2 separate regions of the Xenopus tropicalis genome follow, and region 1 is linked to region 2. The links are chromatin contacts, called in public Hi-C maps. All regions are on one chromosome and are shown on one strand. Each heading gives the region's core, a stretch centred on a gene start, on an enhancer-like site or on the middle of the called end of the contact. The rest is flanking DNA. Distances are from core to core; before and after follow the strand shown.

Evidence for each region. A called contact is a pair of places that touch in the nucleus more often than the background predicts.
Region 1: a Hi-C map of neurula embryo shows a contact between it and region 2, with 2.4 times the contacts expected there. The contact joins two enhancer-like sites. A contact is called at or near these places in 2 of 5 Hi-C or Micro-C datasets (gastrula embryo and neurula embryo).

The regions. Positions count from the first base shown.
Region 1 is chr1:26,149,245-26,151,944 of UCB_Xtro_10.0, forward strand. No RefSeq gene overlaps it. Among named protein-coding and RNA genes, the nearest start is that of stx18, 17 kb to the right of the region's middle. Within about 2 kb of position 1,402, at least 3 of the 11 cell types and tissues checked have an H3K27ac peak or open chromatin away from gene starts, as enhancers often do. A contact at or near this core is called in neurula embryo, where this site is marked.
Region 2 is chr1:26,005,705-26,008,404 of UCB_Xtro_10.0, forward strand. No RefSeq gene overlaps it. Among named protein-coding and RNA genes, the nearest start is that of msx1, 35 kb to the left of the region's middle. Within about 2 kb of position 1,432, at least 1 of the 11 cell types and tissues checked has an H3K27ac peak or open chromatin away from gene starts, as enhancers often do. A contact at or near this core is called in neurula embryo, where this site is marked.

The DNA.
Region 1 (2,700 bases), core at 152-2,651, 140 kb after region 2:
CAGGGCGCAACCTTATAAAAGCACAGAAGCAGCTGGGAGCCGCGGCACAGAGAGGAAGACATCACGGGGAAATGGAAGGTGCTTGGGGGCCCTGGGGGAAGCTGAAGAATGCTGGGGGTGCCGTGGGGGAGCTGGAGGATGCGAGGCCCTGGGGGACGCTGGAGGATACTTGGGGGGGGGGGCCTGGGGGAAGCTGAAGGATGCTTGGGGGGGGGGCCCTGGGGGAAGCCTCATTATGTGCGAGCCCAGAGACAATTAACTTTATACAGTTGATATAAAATATTTTACTACAGTATTTGGTTCAGAATCTTTTTTTTCTAGATTTTCCTCCTTTAAAATTGGGTGCGTCTTATATTCCGGAGCGTCTTATAGGGCGAAAAATACGGTATATAAGATGAAAAACTGTATATGTGAATGCCTCCGTGTATAGCGACCTGTTAATTGTCTTCTTTTTCTCTATAAAATCAATAAAAATCTTAAATTAAAAAAAAAAAACATAAATACTCACCCATGTTCTATTCATTCCTATAGGATTTTTAGAAGTGTATTTACCAAATAGTGGTGTACTTTCACCTCTGTGTACTTGAAATGCCAGGGCTAGTGATGGGTACATTTTTTCGCCAGGAACTGCAAAATTTTGCCATTTGCCAAATTTTTAGCGAAACTGGCGCAAAATGTCACTGCGAAAAATTTGCCGGCATGTCAAAAGATGGCACAGTCATGTAAAAAAAGGTGCGGTTGCATCAAAAATGTTGGGCGCATAAAGCAGTAGCCATAATTCACAAAGTTTTCGGCAGTTTCCTATTTTTTTAATAGTGTCGCTAACGGGACAGATTCACTCATCACTAGCCAGGACCTATTTTGAAACCCAGTCTGGGCCTGGCTCAAGAGGAATTACGTTGGTCAGTAGGTAGCGAGTGTGAGCAGATAAAAATGCAAGCAGGTTGCGATTAGACCCACCCAGGTGTCTAGCTCCATCATGTGCATGGGCAATCACCCCTACTTACACCCCCAAACACAGCTCCACCCATGGATAGTTACTGAATTTGCAGTCAGACATATCAGTTACAGGCAGTCACTCACATAATCACTATTTGGCTTCCAAGTTCCCTGTCTTTTGCCAATACAATCCACAGGAACTTTTTGTGGGCTTGCGATTTTGAACTCGGATCACATATGTAGTCTTTTTAAAATGTGACCCTTTGTAGTTAAAAGCAATGAGTAAAACTGAAGAGAGAGAGTGAGGCAGACTGGATCAGCATGCCGGGGTTCCATGCTGAGAGCCAGTCTCTATCATTGTAGTAGAACTCCGAGTTCCAGACTTGCATTGGTCCCTTCAGTTCCTAAAGGAACGGTGGCTTTGTTTGCCTGCAAGCGTCCGCAGACTGCTTTGACATATGATCTACCCTCTCAGCAGGGCCACTCATTAGACTGATTTTCACTTCAAAGTTTGTATTATCAGCCGTCTCTAAAGGCAATTAGGAATGGGAGGCTTTGAGTATCAGGCAATTGGTGACACTAACTGACTCATCTTTATTGATTCCTTTGTTGGCGGTGACAGTGATGGAGTTGAATGATTGTAGCCTACCTGCCCCTTTGACTGGTAAAAACTGTAGAAAAATACTGTGTAATTAACTGACAGTTAATATAGGTTCTGTTTAGTGTTCAAGCCCAGCACAATGGGAGGAAGTTACACAAAGACAACAAAGCAATAAAAGGCCTTTGACAAGCTGAAGTATTCCAAGGTAACGCTGTAATTATCCCACTGTCAATAAACCCACAGATCCCATTTACAAAAGTAAAATGATTTCTTATTTGTTAAGCAAATGGGGAAAAACAATGCGTTATATACCTACGTGAACAATAAACAGTCGCGCTGCATTCTAACGGGAGCTATCTGATAAAAGTGCACTGTATGTACAGATCAGTGTTAGGATCCTCTCTCCTTCTGCATCTGTTTAACCACAACAATGTCAGTCTGCCACATGGCAGCTTCTTGTCCAAGGAAACTCTTCTGGTTAGTGACAGCAACATTTATAAAGTAACAAAAGATCCATTATAATGAATAATTCAGTATATAGCCAAATGTAATATATTGTCTGCTTAGAATATTTAGTAATTTAATAAAACCAAATCCTGGGGTGTTGATAATGAAAGATAATAAGATGAGTAAGTATAGCACTCCGCAGGATGATAATATGGCAAAATATATTTTTTGCTATACTTACACAGGTATAGGCAGCACTGTATTTAGATCAATTGCCACCATGGGCACCGGACCTAAATGTGCACCTAGGCTGTGGAAATGACGTCATGCATGCATAATGTCACTTCCCCTCCACATGATGTCACTTCTGCCGGAAGTGATGTTATATGCGCCAGTGATCTCGGAAGGGTACATCTGGGAGCTGGGAAGGTTTCTATTCTTTTTGTAATATTGATTATATAAGCACCCATAGGCTGCCCCCCTAGGCACAGGACCTTGGGTGCCTATATATAAATACAGCCTTGGGTATAGGAAAAGCTATGTAGAAACCCGTTATCCAGAAAGTTCCAAATTACGGGAAGGCCATCTCCCATAGACTCCATTATAAGCAAATAATTAAAATTTTTAAAAACAATGTATAGCAGAAATTTCTCTTTTGACTAAACCTGTGCCTTTATGCCTCCGTAACTTTCCTCCAGGTCAATTTAAAAACG
Region 2 (2,700 bases), core at 182-2,681:
ACATTTGTTGCTGTTATGTAGAATAATCATATAATGGCATTGCTCCAACCAACAAAAGGCATAGGGGATATACGCAATCAGAAGACTCAATCCTAAAGTAGGAAAACTAGTTTCAAAAGTTTGGTTTAGTCCTTGGGACTCATTGGCATGTAGATTTTCGATTTGTGCTTTTGGATAATGTACAATAAGAAGACTTCATGTGAATTTTTTGGCAGTGCCCCTGCATTGGCACTGACCCTGTCTGGCTAAAGCTTGCTTTGGCAAATTGCAGCTTTTCCCCTGCATTTAACCACTACTAACATGGTCACTCTCACGAAACCCAGGGCCCCATACTACCGCAGGGGTCCCCAGTCATTAGCTCATTAGAGACATAAGCCTGGCCAACCAGTAAAATTGGGTCCTAATGAAAAAAGACCACATACACATGACCATGTCCAGTCATGGACCAATATGCTAAAACCTTGCTTTGCTCAAAGGTTTTGGGCCCTGTCCCTTCATAACCCTTGAATCTCTCTTTTAGGACGTAGGACCCTTGACTGCAGTTCCTCCATTCTCCCTAATGGCAGCCCTGACTACTATCATAGTTGTAGCTCCCATCGTGGATAAATATGCAAGCCAGTGCCTACTGACACTCTCAACCATACCCACAATTTTCTAGTGCCATCTGCCTCTGGCAAGATGTCAGGTTAATATGTCTTACCAGCAACTGGCAATGACTCAATTTAAGACAAGCAAATGGCTGGTTGTGCACTGTGAGTATAACTAGGATGTCATAAATGATAGCAATGCCAGGCTATACCTACCTGGAACATGGAAGCGTGGCTTTCTCTTTAGAGCTCTGGCACAGGAGGAAATTTGTCGCTGGTGATTTTTAAAAGAGTGATTTGGCGACAAGACGAGCGACAAGACGCCAATGCTAAACCAATGGAAATCGCCTGCTGTTTCAAATCGCACACAGACCCTTTTCTGAGCGACTTGAGTAAACATGTGGGAGGGGTAACCATGGGTAGCAGATCGCCTGGAGCTCAACTGGCATGAAATCTCTTCGTGGGTATTGTCGTGGCGACTTGTCGCCAAAACGCCGGGGGGAAAAAACGCAGGCAACAAATTTCCTCATATGCCAGAGCCCTTACAAGTCATGGGCAAACAGAGGTCAACCAGAGCCATCAATGTGATAGGATCACAACAGCCGGGTCTCATTATAAACGTCCTTCTGACTCCATTATAAGATATGGGGCTTATCTGTACCCTTTGGGGTCCACATACGTCTGTAGGACCTGAAGAACATCACATGCTTTTAATCAGTAACTGTTTGACATGTTCCTCGCAATCAGTTGCATAAAATTCTTTGATGTTTGCTCCTGGGAGAGGTGGAGACTTCAGAATGTGCACGTAAATCCCAGGCCATACAGGGCCTGCACTTGAAAGGCTAGCCAGTGTGGGCTCCTAGATAACCTCGGGTTCCCTTTAATTAAAGACCTGGTCTGTTTATTGTGCCTTTTTGTGCATTATGAATCATTTTAAGCTGGCTATCAAGGTAAAGGAGGTGTAATCAATTAAGCACAGGATAATTTCCACAAGTGATATCAGGAGATACAATCAGTATGTCAAGAGACAGAACATCACTGTCACTAAACATGATAATTAGAAGCAATTACCTGGAAATGTTTCGCCTTTGAAGTCTCTTTCACTCCCACCATTTACAGCATTGCTAACATTGTTACTTTCCAGAGTTGTAAAGCACAACAGTCTGCGGGTAAATACTTCAAGTGCTCTAATTGAACGAGGGAAGGCTCCATAAAGTCGGCTGCGTTTTGAAATGGATCCTCTATGCTAATTATTTTGAGCCTTTATTTATGGAAGGGTGTAGTCTGCCATTAAAGCTTTAGTGCCACTTGGGAGACAAAAAAATTAGAATTGTGAAGTGTTTGCGCAAGTGACACCTCAAGGCAAATAATTGTAAAAAAAAACAAAAAAACCCAGCTAACATGAACCTACAACGATGGGAAAATAACACAGATTAAAATCACACAACAATTACACAACAACGAGCAAATATGTTTTATACTTATAAAATTTAATTCTAGAGTCATTAAAAATTATAAACATTTATATATATAAATAGAAGGATATAAATTCAGATTTTATTTGAAGTTGAATACAAATTTTATTAGAAATTGATACAAGTCTTATGCAGTGCCCTTACAGAGATTGCTCCATTCATATCAATTATACTATTATACTATTATACTTATTTATACTATATATTACTTATTTATACTATATATTACTTATTTATACTATATATTATATTTCAGTATGATTAACAAGCAGAATTTTGCATTGAAGTATTCCATTGTTAGTATAGTTTGCTCTTCTCTTTGCACATACGTGTGTATTTGTATGAGTGAGGGAAGCCATAGCCTGTGAGATATGTAATATAATCCATCAACTGTAATTACTGTATATACTCGAGTATAAGCCTAGTTTTTCAGCACCCAAAATGTGCTGAAAAAGTCACCCTCGGCTTATACTCGAGTCGGGTGCCATGGGTCCCTCCAGACTAGCACCCTCTGTCCTTTGTGTGCAAATTAGGCCACCTGCAACCAGACCCTCCAGTGCCTTGGCCCGTTCCCAAATTCATCTTAATCTGTCATCCTCACCTGTCCTAGGCACATTCTGCACTAGACATTGCACTTT